Linked DNA regions of Oryctolagus cuniculus: region 2 is linked to region 1. Evidence: chromatin contacts called from public Hi-C data. All regions are on one chromosome and are shown on one strand. Each heading gives the region's core, a stretch centred on a gene start, on an enhancer-like site or on the middle of the called end of the contact. The rest is flanking DNA. Distances are from core to core; before and after follow the strand shown. Region 1 has its middle 100 kb from the start of ZNF280D. Region 2 overlaps TCF12 (transcription factor 12).

The links. A called contact is a pair of places that touch in the nucleus more often than the background predicts.
Region 2: a contact with region 1 is called in a Hi-C map of embryonic fibroblasts, with 2.8 times the contacts expected there. The contact joins two enhancer-like sites. A contact is called at or near these places in 3 of 6 Hi-C or Micro-C datasets (embryonic fibroblasts, psoas muscle and skin fibroblasts).

Annotation. Positions count from the first base shown.
Region 1 is chr12:79,573,917-79,577,722 of mOryCun1.1, forward strand. No RefSeq gene overlaps it. Among named protein-coding and RNA genes, the nearest start is that of ZNF280D, 100 kb to the left of the region's middle. Within about 2 kb of position 2,210, at least 2 of the 8 cell types and tissues checked have an H3K27ac peak or open chromatin away from gene starts, as enhancers often do.
Region 2 is chr12:79,925,103-79,928,908 of mOryCun1.1, forward strand. All of the region lies in intron 6 of TCF12 (transcription factor 12), which reads left to right. Among named protein-coding and RNA genes, the nearest start is that of TCF12, 240 kb to the left of the region's middle. Within about 2 kb of position 1,984, at least 1 of the 8 cell types and tissues checked has an H3K27ac peak or open chromatin away from gene starts, as enhancers often do.

The DNA.
Region 1 (3,806 bases), core at 960-3,459:
TCCCAGATGTGATTCATTAAACACAAAAGATGACTAGGGCATTGGTCCGGCAAAATGACACTATACTGTGAGAATATCCCTCTCCTATTGAGCTCAAAGCTCTTGGACCGGTAGGCTGGGGTATGTACAACCTCCTCCATGCCTGGGTATGTGATAATAAGAAAAACTCTCTTCCACATAAACTCAAAATGTCCTTGGCCAAGCATAGCTGCTGGTATCTTTAAAGAAAGGGCATCTATGGGTTAAATTCGGTCATGATGCTGGTGTGGTGGCTCCCAGATTCAATAATAGAGTAGTTTAGTGTCTTTCTTTGCCCTCTGTGTAGTCCCCCTCTGCCAAAGCTTATGAATAAAATTGCTGTCCATATATGGTTTGGCAGGAAGCCAAACATATTTACAGTGGGGTCACAAATCAGTCACTCGGTACTCTGATATACAAAAACATTGCAACTTATTTCTCCATAACGTGTTCACTCATCCATCCATGGGGAATTGAGGGAAAGAACCCTACATTTTATCGTATGCTGTCAAATTAAGTTCAGTTCCGTAATTCAGATGACCCCTTTATGTGAATTCTCTTTAGTTTCTTTAAATAAAAGATTAAGTCTTTCCATTTCTCTATCTCCTTCAAGTGTATGGGATCTGTAAAAGTTTAAATGACTCGAGCCAGCAGAGATTGTACTATCTGGATCCTATGGGTCAATGGCGGAGGTTTGATTTTCTGGTCCCTGGGCTGGTGACCTATGAAGTATGGTTTTTTTCTGGTCTGGCCTTTTGACACAAAGTCATTATCTCTGGAATTTGTTGTTCTGGTCATCTGAAAATTTCTTACTCAGCTACATCTTTGTTTTGACCAGAACCCTCTGATATACCCTGTGCTCTCAAAATCTCTGTGTCTCATCAGAACATGTGAGACTTGCTAGAACTCCTATACAACACCAAGGTCACAGGACCCAGGAGTGATGGCTCAAGTTCATCCATCAACCTTCCTCCCACCTCCACCTCCTCACCACCACTCCTTGCCAGGACTCTGGCCTCTGACCTTCATGCCTCCTGTTTACCTTCCTTATTTCTTTGGTAATCCCTGGAACTGGAAAGAGCAGTCTTTAGACGAGTCATTCATCCATGTAATCTCTCCCTTGTAGGCTAGCACCACAAGCCTCATGACCTAGCTTTCATGAATGGAAAGGATATTTTCTCTACACTTAAGAAAAAATACTATGATTCGAGTCCTCCCTCTACCCCTATTAGGTTGATGTGCCTTAAATCTGAATTTAGAAAATCCTTTCTCTATAAAACATAGCTGCTTTGCTGTGGAACAAGTGAAAAAATGTAATCAAAGCACAAAGATCAGAAATTACTTTGTTGTTCTAGAGCTATGCTGTCAGACATGGTAGCTACTAGCCCCATGTAGTTATTTAACCATAACCTTAAAATAATTAAAATAAATTAAAAATTAATATTAGCCACAAAACAAGTTTTCAGTAGCTGTCAGTAGTGGCTGCCATGTTGCACAACAAAGGTGTAGAACATTAATGTCATCACAAAAATTTACATTGAGCAACTATTCTAGAGGATGTCTACCCTTCTCTCTTTTTCTTGAAGCACCAAAAAAGTTTATTTAGAGGGTTGGGAAGCTTTCCATAAGAATACGTTCTTCAGGATGTGGTACTGCATCTGAAAATATATTTTTAAACAATTACTCGATGTTGTGGTTGTTCTGGACTCCCAAGAAGCCAGATTAGTCAATAAGCCTCACCCACTTCCCCAAATGCCAGTGATGTTCTCTATTTCTCCTAAGGAGAAGCTACAGAATTTATGGAGAACAGTGCAAAATTTTATTCAAAAAGTATTTAAAATTTCAAGACAGCAATAGCATAGCATGAATCAAGTACAGGATCTTCTGAGTGCAGGTCCCAATGTGACTGCATACATCTCACACCTATATAACTGGCCTTGTTGTAAGATAATCACACCCAAAAGAGAAATCAAGTCAGCTCTGCGGGCTTAGTGGGGAATTTACTCAGGAGCAGCAATGCCAGAGCCCACAGCTGCACTAGTGCTGGCCAAGCTCAGATGTTAACTCAGACAGCTGCCCAAGGAATGCCTGTGGCTAGAGGGAGCTGCCTCGCCAAAAAGCAGCAACAGGGAATAAGGGCCCCAACATGATGTATTGGAAAGCCTACAGCTGGAAGGTCTGGGCATGTCCGCCGCTTCCAGTTGCGTATGTCTCCATCAGAGCCAGAGGGATGTCCTGCCAGAAAGGCTGAGACCTGTCATGGCTTTCATTTTAGAAACTGTTGGGGGACAGGGAAAGGCAACACATCCAGGAGTTTCAGCCAGGGGAATCTCGTCCAGCTTCTTACCTGGACTCCGGACACGAGTGAAGCAGGTTGTCCAGGAGCCTGCACACAGGGGAGGGCTTAACTGCCTCCATCAGGGAGACAAGGGAGTTTGAGGAAAGGCTAGAACAACAGGCACTCAGCACTTCAGAATGAATCATCAATTCAGAGGAGCAACGCGGAGAAAAAGAACCTGTTTGTAAGGCAACTAAACAAAAACTTAGGAGACCAGACAAAAACAGAAAGATCTGAGGTGGAAGGTGAGACTTGGAACTTGTAAACATTCTGTAAGATAAGTAAATTAACGCCCACCGCTTTTTAGAATGTAGCAGATTGGTACTTACACACAGAAATGCTGGTAAAATACAATAAAATTATTTTTAAATGAATAACTGAGTACAAAAGAAAGAAAGATAGGGGCCGGCGCTATATTGCATCAGGTTAAAGCCCCTGCCAGCAGTGCCGGCATCCTGTATGGGCCCCAGTTCAAGTCTCGGCTGTTGCTCTTCTGATCCAGCTCTCTGCTATGGCCTGGGAAAGCAGTGGAAGATGGCCCAAGTGCTTGGGCACCTGCACCCATGTGTGAGACCTGGAAGAAGCTCCTGACTTCGGATAGGCGCAGCTCCAGGCATTTTGGTCAATTGGGCAGTTAACCAGCAAATGGAAGTCTCCCTCTCCCTCTCCCTCTCCCTCTCCCTCTCCCTCTCCCTCTCCCTCTCCCTCTCCCTCTCTCTGCCTCTCCTTCTCTCTCCCTCTCCTTCTCTCTGTGTGTAACTTGGACTTTCTAATAAATAAATTTTTAAAAACAAAACAAAAGAAAGATAGTCCGGGGCAATTGTTGCCCACATCTCATATCGAAGTACCTGGGTTTGAGCCCTGGCTACATTCTTGAATCCAGCTTCCTGCTAATGCACACCCTGGGAGTTAGCAGATGATAGTTCAAGTACTCGGGACCCTGACACCCATATCCGAGACCTGGATTAAATTCTTGGCTCCCAGCTTCAGCTTGGCCCAGCACTGGCTATTGCAGGTACTTGGGGGAGTAAACCAGTGCTCTTTCTTTGTGTATCTTTCTCTGTGTGTGTGTGTCAAATAAATAAATGATTTTTAAAGGGTTTTAGAATAAAGAGAGAAAATAAAGCCACAGTGGATTTAGTCTGAGTTGACCCCCTGATTCATCTAATGATCAAAGTGGTTTTTGTTCAAGGTTTTCTTCAGGAGTCCTTGTCTATGGCAATGATCCCTGACTTTGGGCAAATACAGTCTGGCCCTGAACCCAGCCCAGGCCCCGGCCACCTTCGGTTGTTCACATTCAGACATTGCATAAGGAAACTCCCTGAGCTTCCTGAGTTACAGATTTTGGGATCTAAGGGATGTCTTGGGAGGAGAACATTTGAAGAGGTACCTCTGTATAAAAATAAAAGTAGACAAATTCAATCCCCCAATGTGAGAGTTTTTTTAAGTT
Region 2 (3,806 bases), core at 734-3,233, 350 kb after region 1:
AGAGAACTTAGGGCTTGGAATCAGGACCTAAATCTTAGCAGTATGCTCAAGCTTCACTACTTGTATGGCCTTGGGTAAATTTAGTTCAGCTGAATTCAGTCACCTCTAAAATAAGAATATTAAATTTGTTCATCAGGGCTGTGGTGAGTGTCAAGAGAAAGTATAATGAGTGCTACTTGTAAATATAAAAATATGTGTATTATTTAGGTTCAGTGATAATGAGTGATGAACTTAGAGTTCACACATATTTTTGAATTTTGGTGTGTCTTGCTCATCCAAACTCACCTCTAATGGTTGTTAATTTTCCTATTCATTTTATTTATTTGAGAGGCAGACATAGGAAAGAAACCAAACAGAGATCTCCAATCCACTAATGCCTGCACCAACTGGGGTTGGGCCATGCCAAAGCCAGGAGCTGGGGCCTCAGTCCACGTCTCTCAGGATGGTTGCAGGGACCCAACCATTTGAGCCATTACCTGCTCCCTCCCAGGGTGTGCAGGAAGCTGAAATAAGGGAGTAAAACCAGGATTCAAATCCTACGTACACCATATGGTATACAGGCATCCAAAGCAGCATTTTAACCGCTAGTATGGAATCACAGAATGGAAGAAAAGGTGGAGGAGTCATTAAAGCAAAGTTACTAACCTACTTTGAGTTGTATATTCAGGGATGCCTTCTGAAAGCTGTTTCTCCTTCTTTTCCTCACTTGAAATCTACCTGTCTAAAAATCTCCCTCCCGTGCCCCAATGATCAGTCTTCTCTCTCTATGCTCTGCTTTGTTCTTGCTGTTTGCAGTTGGAGATAGGAAGGCATTGAGATTAGAAGAGTACTTTCCAAACTTTAATGCTCTTAAGAACTGTCCAGGGATCTTGCTAAAATGCAAATTCTGAGTTAGATCTGAGATTCTGATTTTCCATGAATTTCATGGCTATGTCTCTGATCTGAGTCTTACTCTTTGACACATTAATTATGTTCTATAATTTGCATTTCTAACACTCTTTGTAATTATTGAATTACTCATTGTTTCAAATATTTTATGATTTCATATTTATATCCTCCCATTTGGACAAACTGTTTTCCATGTGACTAAAGCTTGAAACTCATTAACTGCCCCTAAATTATAATGAGGGTAATCGATACTTGCATAAAGTGGTTACAAAGGAGAGCCAACACTGAAGAAAAGTGCAGCTACACTGGCAAGGTTTTCTTTCATGCTTAGACTTTTATCAACATCTCTTCTGAAGAGTAAATTAAATGGGAAAGTTAAAAGTAATTACTGAGTGTATGCAAATTCATTATTTTCTTCATGCTGCAGAGTAGTCATATTAAAATCATTGATAGTTAATATCCAATATATTTATATTGTAGGATTTTTGTCTTAAGAAAGCTGCTAGTTATTAAGTTCTGTTTATTTCTAAGATACAAAAATTATTCAGATCCATACCATGAGTAACAGTGGGGAAGAAAATCCATACCATGGAATTCTAAGGAAATGAGTGTTAGAGGACAGAAATACCAAGACACAAGGGGGCACTGTCTTCCCATAATCTGATTGAACTTAACTTTTTTACTTTTTTTTTTATTTACTGTGGATATTATTATTCTCCAAAAACCAGTCCTCTGTAATCATAAAATCTGAAATATTAAGTGTCCATCTAAACTGTGGTACTTAAATCCACTAAGCTTTCATAGTTAAATCAAATGTGCTGCTAGTAAAATTCGGGAACTTGACATTATATTTGGCTTGAGTTTGGGAAGAGTAGATGATTTGAAGATTGGAGATGGCTAACACACGTAATTGCTAATGTTTAGGTCTGTGGTAGGGGAAAATCACTGTAAAAACAATTCATTTGCTTTGGAGAAATATAGTGCCTCTGTTCTGCAGAAAAGAGTTGGGATAAAGATTGAACTGTTATAAGCTGCAGCTGCATTTGCCATCAGATACCAAGTCGGTGCTGATGAATGTTTTGTTTTTATTGTCATGGAAACTTGGAGCTGGAGAATGGATATTCTATTCATCTGGGAAAATAGCAGTTCCTTGCATAAAACATAAGGGCCTTCCAAAGCAGTTCCTAAAATAGATATTAGCTCAATGTAATCCAGAAAGTTGAGGAAGTAACAGTGGAATAAATGCCATTGTTTATGGATCACTTCTTCTATTCTTAATACTAACAATATAACTGTATTCAATTATTAAGCTTATTACTTTTTGCTACAAAGTTGTATTCCAATGAGCATGGTATTTGTTTACCATCAATATAATAGTTTTTCAGTCCTGTAGGAGCACTCTTTATACTTACTCCTTGATCCTAAGAAATTTACTGAGAATGCTAAACCTATATACTATTAAACAATTGCTTCTAATACCCAAGTATTTTTTTCATGCTACTTATATGCTGAAATTCTCTATTCAAGTATTTTAAAGCATTATATTGACTTTTTAAAAAAGCTTTACACAAAATAAACTCTTACAGAAACACAAAGGGAGATAACTGGAGAAAAAAAGAAAACATAAAATGTTTTAAAACTATATAGGATGTCATAAATACTTGTACATATTTTATAAAGTTGTCAATAGAAACAATCACAGAAATAGCAAATACAAAGGCATTTTGTTACAGTTAGCAAATGTAATAATAGCAAAGCAAAAATATGGGACATGACAGTGAAGTATGGGTAAATAAAGTTATAATACAAAGTAAAGTATATTCCTAACAGGTTTGTTCAATGTAAAGAAAGAACTGCCTTTTCAAAGTTGAAGGAGAAACACTTTTATGAGCTTAGAAATATGTCCTTAAGGAAATATTAAAATCTGATGTTTTGGGTTTCCAAGACTGATAGTTTCAGTTTGGGGACTTAGGGAAAACTAATGTTGTAAAGAAATTTTGTAGAATTGATGCTTATTCTTAAAAAAGGGTAATGTAAACAGTGGTGATGAAATATCTATGCTTGCAAGTTGAAATTGCTTGACAGTGTTCATTTGAATAACTTTGAATGTAGTCCAGTATAATTACTTTTAAAATTAAATATCATTTGCACTATTCTGGACAAAACTGTTCTGAGTTTTGTGAGTTTTACCAAAGATTACCAGCACCAGTAGTCTATCTCTGCAATGGAAATAAGACCCACAGAAATTTTTTTATATCACAGAAGGCAGGGTTAGAATGGGCTAATTTAGGTAGAACAGAGATAGTTTCTGTAAGAAAATCACACTTGAGCAGAGACCTGAATGCTCTGGTAGAACAGTGCATGCAGAAGGACTTGTAGATTCTGTACCTTTTAGTGAGAGTGAACTTGGAAAGTTCAAGGAAGACAGCAAAATACAAGTTTATAAAGAATATCCAAGGGGCTGGTGCTGTGGCCTAGTGGGTAAAGACACTGCCTGCAGTGCTGGCATCCCATATAGGCATTAGTTCGAGTGCTGGCTGCTCCACTTCTGATCCAGCTCTCTGCTATGGCATGGGAAATCAGTGGAAGATGGTCCAAGTCCTTGGGCCCCTGCACCCACGTAGGAAGCCTGGAAGAAGCTCCTTGCCTCTGACGGGCGCAGTTCCGGCCATTGGCTGCTATTTGGAGAGTGAAGCAGCAGTTGGAAGACCTCTCTTTCTCTCTGCCTCTAACTCTGCCGTTCAAATAAATAAATATTAAAATAAAAAACAAGAATATCCAAAACTATACAGTATTCATGTGGGCCTGAGAACATTATTATTAACTAAAACATGACCAGTATTCTCATGAAATGAGTTTGGGAGCAGAGTCTCATCTTCGTTAAGTTGCCAGGATGACAGGAATCCCTCAGAGAAGGA